2 separate regions of the Bombyx mori genome follow, and region 1 is linked to region 2. Evidence: chromatin contacts called from public Hi-C data. All regions are on one chromosome and are shown on one strand. Each heading gives the region's core, a stretch centred on a gene start, on an enhancer-like site or on the middle of the called end of the contact. The rest is flanking DNA. Distances are from core to core; before and after follow the strand shown. Region 1 holds the start of LOC101747111 (zinc finger MIZ domain-containing protein 1). Region 2 has its middle 47 kb from the start of LOC134199371.

Region 1 (5,912 bases), core at 2,242-4,741, 63 kb before region 2:
TAGTTAATTTTACTTCACTCACGATACGAGTAGTTTCTATTGCAAGCGGCCTTGCAGAGTCGAACATTCCACACGTTAACGGTTCGATTATTAATAAACTCAGATTCTATATTCAACCTAAATCCTATCGGCGTAAGATCATTTTTTAATACGTACAGTACTTAATTTTATTATTTTACTAACAATGAGAAAAAAAATCAATATGGACGTATGGTGAAGCGTTGTTACCCCTGTGTTTCTCTCGGGATACGTCTGATTTTTTGTATGGCGCCGGAGTGGGAGACCGATTCATGTGAACCGCTTTTGGGGCGAATTCCCGAGCCTTCCCGGAGCCCTTCCTAATAATGCCTATTCGACAAATGCACGACAAACACTCGCACGGGCTGCCTTTTGTTATGAAGCGTCTCTGTAGTAGTGCAACAATATTGGCTTTCTGTGCAATACGAAATAATATTAATGAATACAAACAGCCGCACACATAGTAGCGAACTGATTAAAACGTAAAAAGAAACTATCCGTTTTTAAATATACAATTTTAACAAAAAAATCGCCAACGTTATGTTTCTTTATTTAAATAGTTTTGTCAATAAGAATTAGTCGTTCAAAGCGGTGGACTTTTCACAGCTTCTACTTAAGTATTCTCGTAAATAGCTTAACAGATACTTAGTAGCGTCGACAACCAATAAACACGCGAGTCAACAGCGCTTGACTAGACATCTATTCATCGAAGCTGCAGATGATTTACAAGGGTCCTTTCTTAGGTAAACTCGCTCCGACCTGCACTTCTTTTTATAGTTTTGTCTGGACCTTTTTTCTTTTTGCCGACCGAAATGTGTGGCCGACAAAAAATCAGTGCGCTCTGTCTGTATCCTGGTGCGCTTTTTGTAAAAGTGGTACCACATCCGAATAATCACTTACGGCCCGTTCAAAATATTTTGGGATCATGAATGCGAGCGTCTCGGGCGTTTCTTTTGAGACAGTTCTCGGAACGTACCTTTTCGAAGTGAGTTTTATATTTTCTCGAGTCATGTCTATTGAAGACAAAACGTCTACAAAGAATACTTTTGGGTTTAGCGAAGCCGATTCGTGCTTTTAACTAAACACGACTAAGCTTTGGATTCGTCGCGTCGTAGTAAAATCAAGAACATATCAATGCAAATACAAAGTAGGTAAGCATCTATTTCGAGAAGCTGGAAGGTGTTTGGCATAGTATTGAGAGATGTGCGAGTAACGCGTAGGTATTTTGATACATTGGCTGCAGTTAATTTTAGATGGTGCGCAGACGTGTCGGATTCCTGTTTAATTGGCAGTCGAAATAATCGTATAATGGATTAAGCTTTTTAAATAAAAATCAGGGCGTTGGAGGTATTGCTTATACGAGGTTTTGTTGTACTCGTGCTCCGTTTGAAGTGTTAAATAAGGCGTTTATTGTGAGTCGTATAGATTACTATCGTAGCAGCGTGAAGCCGTAGCGTGTTCGACCCTCGTTTTTTGACGACAGTTGGTCACCCCCGTCAAAAGGCCACTCCACATTTTGGCTTGTGCGCATATTTCAATAAAACGGTATTAACAAATTCATTTTACTGTGTCCATTTTGATAAATTTTAATCAAAACGTATTAGCCTACTAGTATTTATGATTTTTGTTTTGTGTTTGGTTTTCATTTAAGTAATTAATGGTTACAAAAAGAGCTGAATTAAATTTAATAATAACCTTACTTAATATCACATTTACCAAAACATTCTATTAATATGTCTAATTGTGTTTAAATATCTCTCTCTCTCTCTCTCTGTCTGTCTCTCTTTCACAATAAATCAATTGATGCTGCGACGAGAATGAATCATGTTTAAAGGAGCGGAATTCGGGGTTTACAAACGAAGGCAAACGCTCCGTAGTAAATACTGTACAATGAGTCGGGAAGGGTCGGGCATCGATATGCGGCTAGGGTAAGTGAGCCACGACACAGCATGGGAATATTGTCGCGTAAAGAACTTACAAAACAAAAAAATCTGTTTATATAAACAATGAAAACAATCTAAGCTGTTGAGTCGACACATGCTCACGACTATGTAACAAAGTGGCTTTGTAAAAACAGTACGTTCGAATCTATTGAGCACGTGGTGCAATACTGTCAGTGCATCCGCCTCCAGCCCGCTGTCCGTTTGTTACTGACATTTTTTCCCACGATAACTTACGAGCGGTTTAGATGCAAGCCATTTACTATATTAAACAAAGATGAACGTTACAGACACATTTTGATTTAGAATTCACAAAACAATATTGAAATTTTTGGATTATTGATTTTAAATAACGAATTGGGTGAGTTAGATAATTACAAATTATCAATTAGTGGAATGTGACTTAAATAATTGCTCGAATAACATGTAAAACATTAATTGTTGAGAGACTCTTGGCGGTTAGATATTTCGAATTCTGCCCTTGATTAATAAGTAACTTCCTGTGCCCTGTTCACACAGTCTTTTCGGTCCCCATGTTATTATTATTTGCTTATTGGTTTTGTATAGAGGCAGCCGTCAACAATATGTCGTTTGTAGAGGTGACTACTACAAAACAAAGCCGTTAAGCACGTCAACTTAGCACCTGCTCGTATTTTTTTTACGTATTTGATAGAATATACGAAAAAAAAAACTAAAACTTTAATATAAGATTGTCTACGTGATTATGACAGAAACATTTTGTTCAATGTTTTTTGAATGACATCAGTGTTTTCAGCTTGATTCTATTTGTTTGTGTTTATTATAAACGTTAAAATGCAGTCACCGCGTGCATTCCCAGTTCGTAGTAGTGTGAGTGACTATCGTTGCTGTGTGCGCGACTTGTATTAGTGTGGGTGCGATCTCTCGTTTGTGTGTGTGTAATGCGCGCCCTAAAACATTTGTACGTGTGAATGGGAGAGCACATTTCATTTATAATTGCAGCGATGCGCGGTCGACAATGTCACACTTACTTGGGTAGTTAGTTACCCTTAAATTTTTAGGGTTTCCATTAACAAATTTATCGATTAATTTAGTTTAATTATATTTGAAAGCTCCTAAAATAATTGAAAACTAACGATATTTGTATCTATTACGGAGAATATTTTTCCGGCACACTTTTTAGATTTATGTTAATGGATTATTATTTTTATGAATTTTGAACCGCGATATAAATGCGTCTTATAGGTAAGCGAGTCACGTTTCGGCGTTCGGTTATAATATAAACAAACTTCTTCCGGATAAGATAAAACAATAGTACTTGAAAACATATTAAAAATAATTCTGGGTAACGTTATTTAATCCGGTATTCATTAATTAAGTGACGTTAATATTTTCTTTGAGATAAAGACTAACTTACCCAGGGACGTTAACTCGATATCCAATTGTTCCTTGCAGAGGATTTCTTTTTCCACTATTGGGAGCTGGTGCTCCCGTGTATGTAATGGTTGACCCCACGTACCCTGCCGTGCTATCAGAGTTCGCCGTCCTGTCGTCTCAAAGCACCCCCTGAAATACGATGTAGCGTATTGTATCCCAAAAATAATGACGTTAGAACAAAAATGACAGTTCTCAGGTCAATGGCCGATTTATGGTCTTTTTTTTAAGTTACTGTCAGGTATGCTTCAATTTGCATATGTGTCAGACGCTAGCGTAGAATGACTTGTTATCGCGCATCGAGTAAAATTTCGCTTATGCCATTCACTGTTAAGTGTTTAACTTTTGAACATTAAATAGATATTTTTATATTCACTTTATATTAATTGAAATTAAGACATTAATTTCTAGGAATGCAACATAATTTTTTTGTAACAAGTTTCTCATTGAGATTTTGTTTACTGTTTTTTTTTCTGTTTTCGGGTGTATCGCAATTATTTTAAATATTTATTAAGTTGCTTTGTTTTAAGTCGATGAACGCGTGCGGAATTTATTTAATGATCAGCTGATAGGTATCACATCCCAACGTGTGCCATTTAGCGACAGGTGGTAGATATAAGGGCCAGGTACTTTGTTTTTAATTTACGAGTTTTTTTAAAAAAATATTTATTTAGATTAAATAATTAATTATGTTAAACTTTGGGACTTTGCAAATAAATTTCTTTAAAAAATCACTTTTATTTACTTTTTAAAAATCACTGTCACAGATCCTTGGTGCGCACTAGTTATGCTTATCCATAATCGTTTTCCACTAAAGTAATCCTGAGTTGTGTCACTACACTGTTCCAAAACTTCAAAATCAATTGTCACTTTCACATTAAATAATATCCAAATCCAGGGTACTGAGATCAGAATTTGTCACTGTATTCCAATCATTAAATAAGTTGTCGCGAGCCCGATTTTGAAATCACCGAAACATCATATTATACGTGTTACACGAGTCTCAACACCGACGTCACTGAAGCGACGACGAACGACCGTACGTTCGACCGTCAAAGGTAACACTGGATGATGGCGATGGTGAGTCGGCGACGGTGAGTGAGAGGTTGCGGCGCGGGGCGCTACCACCCCGCGCGACGTTGCCAGCTCGTCGCTATAAGTGGCGTACCCCCGCATCCCCCCGCTCGTAAGTCGTCTCGGCACTCTGCGATCGGCTGCGCTCGGGCGTTACCGTCGTTCTATCGGCGCTCTGCCCCACCCCACTTGCTCGACGTTTTCACGTAACGGTCCTTCGGTCTTCACTCTTCAATCCAGCGCGATACTCTGAATACGATAGTAGTAATGAGCTGTCGTCACTATGATTAGTTCTATCACCGAACCGGAGAGGTTTTGAAAAGTAATGCCCCTTTAGTATGTATTAGAATCAAGTGGCTTTGCATTATTATCTTGAACCGTTGAAGTTTTGTTAATTTAAAACATCCAAGATCACATTATATCGGTTTCAGGTAGTAGGAGCATATTTGTATCGAGTTTTTGCTAAGATTGACGATGGTCGACTAACATGAACGTTGAGGCATAATAATTAGCGACGGTAAACAATGGGCATGTCGTCCTCTGGCCGCTACCTGCGCATGACGATAGAGGACGTGTGACTTGTCCTGCCTTGTCCTTGCCGGGGCGCGATGAAGGTGCACGTTTTTCAAATTATAATCTTTTGTAGTGGATGTCATTATGGGATCTTTTCGTTTGATTAGAAATGAAGACTAAACGAGTTACTCGTTAAAATTTTTACTTTAAATAACTATGCTGGGCCTAAGGCTGCTTCTAAAAATGTGCGTTTACTATTCAGTAAGTTAATTGATTAATGAACCCATAAAATCGGAAGATATTTGGATCCGAATAACTCTGTTATTGGCGGCTTGCTGCGCATAGTTGTTTTAACTGGAAAGTCGGGAAAGCGCACGAACCGATATCGCACGCGCATTATTTGATTATTTCGTCCGCGTTCTGATGCTTTTCTTTATTTAGTTTTATATTGCTTAGACCGATGAATGAGCTCGCGGCTTAATTGGCGCTCAACCGTTACTGGAGGCATCATTACATGAATGTCATGTAGAACGGCTGTCCCATACTTCAAAGCGGACAGCTTCGCGGCAGAAATGGCAGTGTGACAGTATCTACCCGTTTGGGCTCATAAGACGCTACCAGTAGTTATGCAAATTAGAACTTTTGCAGATTTGGTTTTTTCACGCTGTTTTATTCCTTCATAGTGGAAGTCTCGTGAACATATTATGTCAGTTAGTACGTACGTGATTAATTATGTTCTTAACAGTATTAAAAGGTTTTCATTGAGTATATCTGTATAATATAGTAATTATAGTAAAAAGTCGATTAAATTACTTTAATTTCTAAATTTCTGAATGGTCTTTAATTTATTAGACAATATTGGTGCACATAAATATTATCAAAAAGGTTTTCCGTGTATTAAATAAAATTCATCCATCCTATCTATAAATTTTGGTATTAGTTTTATAAGTGTTT
Region 2 (6,283 bases), core at 3,575-6,074:
ATGCTAATACCTTAAATGGAACTTTAATTACAAAAATAAATGTTGCGTATTAATCGAAATGTCGCTTAAACCAAATATCCTTTCACGCCTCGATTTCATTTGATCTATTGTTTTCGTCTCTCGGACCTAAAACCACTAACGGTAGGCAGCGGCTTAGCTCTGCCCCTGGAATTGATGATGTCCATGGGCGACGGTAACCATTCAGCATCAGGTATGCTCGTCTGCCTACAAGGGCAGTAAAAAAATAAAATAAAATAATCTTATAATAATGCTTAGAAGTTTTCTGTGCCGAATTTAATGGCCGTATTCGTTTGAGTGGCTTTCCGTTGCACCATGTACCGTTTTAGTCAATAAATATTGTAAGCTGTACTAAGCGTTCTTATCTATTGAAGTCGTCGTGGCCTAAAGGATAAGACGTCCGGTGCATTCGTATCTAGCGATGCACCGGTGTTCGAATCCCACAGGCGGGTACCAATTTTTCTAATGAAATACGTACTTAACAAATGTTCACGATTGACTTCCACGGTGAAGGAATAAATCGTGTAATAAAAATCAAACCCGCAAAATTATAATTTGCGTAATTACTGGTGGTAGGACCTCTTGGGAGTCCGCACGGGTAGGTACCACCGCCCCGCCTATTTCTGCCGTGAAGCAGTAATGCGTTTCGGTTGGAAGGGTGGGGCAGCCGTTGTAACTATACTGAGACCTTAGAACTTATATCTCAAGGTGTGTGGCGTGGGGCTCCAGTAACCACTTAACACCAGGTGGGCTGTGAGCTCGTCCACACATCTAAGTAATAAAAATAAATAAAAAATACTTCTTGTATGGAGGCTTAAAGAGTAGAGGGCTTTGACGAGTATGCTGGTAGGCAGGTACCATCTCCCTGCATTTTTCTGCCGTGACACAGTAATGCGTTTCGGTATGAAGGGTGGGGAAGCTGTTGTATTGCAAGTAACTGAGCCCTTAGAACTCATGCCTTAAGGTGCGTGGGAGCATTTAAGTTTTTCATGTCTATGGGCTTAAGTAACCACTTAACACCGACCGTGAGCTCTTCCACCCATCTAAACAACAAAAAAATCCTTCGCGACAACCTCATTTAGCTATTTCAACTAAAATATTTTATTTAAATGCTCCCCCCTCTATAGTTTCGTAAGTAACTAGCAAAAAAAAAAAAAACTTTCATGATTAATGATATGATGAATGATATTTATAAAAATATTTTTTTCTTGATCTTGAAATATGCATTTAGTAATTAAATTAATAAATTACGAATTAAATGATGTGTAAATTACATGTTTCATCATACTCATTTATAGTTATAAGTTTTCATAAACATGTAAGTGATTTCTGATTCTTTCCTGAGTAGGATAAAAAATTTTTTGTAAAAAATTTTTTATTTTTTATTGTAGTTATTTTTGTAACGGTTTTTTTTTAATTTGTTTCGATTTATATTGAACATTGGATCAAAAGTAGTAAAGTTTTGGATTTTTATAAAAGCATCCGGGTGATGGAAGGCCGGCTATCCTCGACCCACGCTGGTTCTGGTCCAGCGGGATATTCCGTAGGATAGCTCACTCTAACCGGCGCCATCTAGGCGGGCTTCGGATAGCCTGCCGACCGAGAGGGCTGGTGGCCGTGGCGCCGACGACCGCCGGACCGGCGTCCCGAGGGGGAGGGTGATGGGAGAGATGTGCTCCGCACTAAACGCTTCACTTTCCCCCTCTGCCTCTTCATGAGTTCTGAGTTCTGTCTCATGCGAGGTTTGGACGTTGGTTGTTGAGCGACAGGAGGTTTTAGTCAGTTCGACTCTGACATGCCCCGCCCTCCATCCCCAGTGGAGGGCGGAAGTCCGGCGATTTCCTCCTGACAAAAAAAAAAAGGATACCTAATGTAAATAGTAACTTAAGCATTTCCAAATTTGAGAACCGTCATTTTTTTTGTATAACTTAAATACTGTTCCTTAAATACGTGGGTGATTTATAGAGATTATAAAAGAATTAATTTGTCTATAAAGGTGTTTTTTAGTGTGGGTGTTGTTGTTTGGTAATAAAAACGGCGCTCACTTGTTGTTACTATTAACATTCCGCTTTGCGTGTTGCGTCAAGTGAATATTCGTAGTTCAACAAAAACGGATACCGATTTGGACAACATAAGCTAATTACGCTCATCAATATTTTGTTTAATTTTTTTTTTAATGCTTAGATGGGTGGACGAGCTCATAGCCCATCTGGTGTTAAGTGGTTACTGGAGACCATAGACATCTACAACGTAAATGCGCCACCCACCTTGAGATATAAGTTCTTAGGTCTCAGTATAGGTACAAAGGCTACCCCACCCTTCAAACCGAAACGCATTACTGCTTCACGGCAGAAATAGGCAGGGTGGTCGTACCTACCCGTGTGGACTCACAAGAGGTCCTACCACCAGTAATTACATTATTGTTACGGCTAATTATATTATTGTATTAACGAATAACAATAACTTCTTAAAATTCTTGAAGTAACTAAATGTTTCTGTCGATCATCTAAATGGTAATTTTGGCTGCGTAACAAAGTCTTGTAAGTAAAAAGAACGCTATTTATCGTGAAGTGATTATGAATTTATTAGCTATTTTCTCTACTTTCCTTGTTTTATGTCGGTGTTACATTCTGTTATACAATACGTGCTATGTGCAAATGACTAGTCAATTGTGCTCAGAATTGCGAGTTATATAGGCGCATTTGTTTTTATTATATTATTTTCTAGAATAAAATCGGCCATAGTTACGTCTTCTTCAAACACACACGCTGTATTAAAATGCTTATAAATTTCATATTAGGAACTATGATGCGTGACCGTTGCTTTGCAAACATTCACATTTTCTGTACTGATTTTAACAGTTCGTGTGTATTTGTATGAAAGGTTTGCAATAAATCATAGGTCAAGGTTGTTGTCGTTTAATGACGTAATAACCGAAATAGAACTGTTTATACGTTATTGTGTATTCAGTTGAATGTATATATCAGACATAATGTTTAAGTAATTGAGATCCCACACGGGGAGGTAACATAACTGGGTTATTTTTGCCGCGTATTATAATTAAAGGTGGGTTAGTTTGGAATACAAGTGAGACGTCGATCTCAAGTCGTTGTTTCCTGAAATTGGTTACAGCGAGGTGGTTGTTGGATGTCAATTTATAGTGTATTGAACTTTGAAGTTCTATAAATATAGTATCAAAATCGAAAAAAATAATTATTGAAAAAAAAACATTTTTTTTAATTTTATTTCAACTAAACGAATTAGACTTTTAGAAAATAACGCTGAATTTTTTTATGAACAAGAGACCACATAAGATTTACTAAAATTTTAGATAAACTAAATAAATGATAATCTCATACGAAAATGTTTACTTTTTAAAATGGTACGTAACTGAGAATTGTAGTAGAACGACGAAGAGCATTATAAATTTTCCTGGCATTCTCACACAGTGACGAGAGTGTATTTACGCAGATATCGTGTACGCGAGTGTGCGTGCCCGGGCATGTAGCGTAAATTATCAATTACCGTTCAGTCAATATGTAATGTGCTTTCTGTCTAGGAGCTACGGTTCAAAATAAACTTCAGTTTGTGTTTGTTAGATTATGAATAAAGTTGTATTGCTGTACCGTATTGTTTCACGTTTACGCGTCTCTGTGTGGCGAGGTTAAGTAGAGCGACGTTATCTCGGAACAGAGGATCCGTTGAGTTTGAATTTTCACGCAATTTACATTTTTATTAAGAAAAAAGTGCTTTATTTTATTATTGAATTTTAAAAAATGTCTAAAAGAAATTAAATGGTCACTTAATTTAATGCCCAAAAATTTTAATTTTTTTGAATTGAATGCGGATAAGAGTTCACTAGAAGCTATCAAGGTTGCGTATTTGTAAGACGGCTATCATTGGCCCCGAGAGAGATGAATCAATAAGCAAACAAAATATTAAAATATATTTCATAATTATCGTAGGCTTAGCTCATTGTCCGTCGAGTGTAAATGTCATCGAACGAGGTTTCGCAAGCGCGTCAATCACAGGCGGTCACCCACTTTCGCGATCGACTCGCCGCGATTAGTCGACAGTGTCTACCACATTCACCGAGGCCTGGGCTCACCTCTACGCAACAATTGTTTCTGTAGGAATCTTTTATTTATGGCAACGTGACAATAAGCCTGTGTGCGTGAGCCACTGCGCCCGTGTTTTACCTGAACGTGAATCCATCGCCACTTACAACTTTATCACTGACAGATAAGGTCGCCTTTGGAACGCATTCGGATTCACAAAATGCCTTACCGGCAATAAGTCAACGCTCGAACTCGCCTGTTTGACAAGATTCCAACCGCGTCTGTCCTGTTTGTTTATTGTAATCGGTTTGACAATGAGCTTAAGGTGCGGTTTCGAGTGATCTCACGGCTCGCGCTCTCCACTGATTGTTCTCGGCTGCGCGTTCGGTCTGTTTGTGTTCGTATGTATGATACGTCATGTACACCGGCTTACTGTAGATTCGCCTCTTAACGTTCATAATTGCATCGCGCCGATATAAAATTTATGTTGCGCGTTTATCGGCGTATGGTGATTTATTTGGTATATTTTGATTTAAACAGTTTTTTATAGGTATAATTTTTTTTTTTAGATATACGTAACGTGCTGTGGACTAGGATTCAGGAATTGCAACGATTTGATTTTGATAAGAGACAATCCCGTTTGAGATAACGGAAGGTCAATGAGGAGACGTTTGAAAAGACGCGCGTCGTCAGTCAGGTCGAGCGCGGGTCGCGGGTCGCGGGTCGCGGGGCGCTGCTAGCGGCGTCGATCGACCTCCTTGGATGTGCGGCCCGCAAGGTCGACTGCCTTAATTAATAAACTCACCGTAAAGTATTTGAGGCCGATCCGAGAAGTGACTACAATCTTACTGAAGCCTTTGTCTAGTTATTGACCCGTCGATTCGTTGAAGGTTTTTATTGATCTAATCTCTCCCTTCTCTGTCCAAATAATCGGTGCGCACTAGAATTTTAATATTCATCAGTACTATTACATGTTTGTTGTTTATTTACATTTATGCGATTTTGTAGTGAGATAGTGTCGAAATAAGAATATAAATGTCATTTCAAAATCATTATGAAATCGTCATAACGTATTTACGTCGCTTAGTAGCGAAATGAAAAGAAGAAAGCCAATTTGTTTCGTTTTTTAAATGATTAAAAAGAGTTTTTTTATGTGTCGTATGTTTTCTGAGTTAATTGATATCATTTTGAATGAATCGGTGTTGGTGTATATTGTCAGAGACGAACGCAGAATCCAGTGAGTTTCTCGCTGGATCTTCTCAGTGGGTCGCGTTTCCGATCCGGTGGTAGATTCTGCAAAGCACTGCTCTTGCTAGGGCTAGTGTTAGCAAATTCGTCAGGTTAGAGCCCCGACCTAATCGCTCGGTAATTTTAGTATGACCCCTTGAGATTACTAGAATAGGTTAGAAAAAAAAAGGCAACCGTGTGGCAATGAAGCCGACGCGCCTTCTCTCGACCACACAACTTGTTTGTTGATCTGTATTTAAAAAAAGTTATGCACACAATGTAAATACAGCAGCATTTTTTTTGTAGAGATAATAACAATTGTCGAGATAACAAATAATTGAAGACATGAAGTGGTTGAAGGATATATAATACAATTTGTTAATTTTGGTTAATTTTGTTAATTTCGTTGGCGGCTTGTTACATGTTGCTACGTAAAATGACATCTATGATGATGTCAATAAAATCGACTATTAGTTTATAGTTTTTAAGAATTATGGGTATTTTGTATAATTATTGATGGCAAGTCAGGTGACGATAGGCAATGCACTATTCGCCTTAATTTATGTAATTGATGTGTTAAGCACAAACACAATAGTCACAGCGAACGTGTCCAGGATTCAATAGTTTTAAAAACATATCTGATTGAGTATTACACAAACAAATTTGGTTTTAGGGTTAGGACACTCAAAATGCAATTCAATTAGGTGGTTGGCGGGATTTTTTTTTTTTTTTTTTTTTTTTTTTTTTTATTGCTTAGATGTGTGGACGAGCTCACAGCCCACCTGGTGTTAAGTGGTTACTGGAGCCCATAGACATCTACAACGTAAATGCGCCACACACCTTGAGATATAGTTCTAAGGTCTCAGTATAGTCACAACGGCTGCCCCACCCTTCAAACCGAAACGCATTACTGCTTCACGGCAGAAATAGGCGGGGCGGTGGTACCTACCCGTGCGGACTCACAAGAGGTCCTACCACCA

What was found. A called contact is a pair of places that touch in the nucleus more often than the background predicts.
Region 1: a contact with region 2 is called in a Hi-C map of middle silk gland, with 1.8 times the contacts expected there. The contact joins the promoter of LOC101747111 here to the enhancer-like site in region 2. A contact is called at or near these places in 2 of 7 Hi-C or Micro-C datasets (middle silk gland and whole pupa).

Annotation. Positions count from the first base shown.
Region 1 is chr9:9,652,111-9,658,022 of ASM3026992v2, reverse strand. It overlaps LOC101747111 (zinc finger MIZ domain-containing protein 1), which reads right to left and starts at 3,491. Exons shown (of 10, transcript XM_021346545.3): 1 at 3,355-3,491. The coding sequence starts at 3,491. LOC105841311 (a long non-coding RNA gene) reads left to right here and starts at 4,591. Exons shown (of 2, transcript XR_005245002.2): 1 at 4,591-4,781; 2 at 4,877-5,788.
Region 2 is chr9:9,589,797-9,596,079 of ASM3026992v2, reverse strand. No RefSeq gene overlaps it. Among protein-coding and RNA genes, the nearest start is that of LOC134199371, 47 kb to the right of the region's middle. Within about 2 kb of position 4,824, at least 8 of the 8 cell types and tissues checked have open chromatin away from gene starts, as enhancers often do.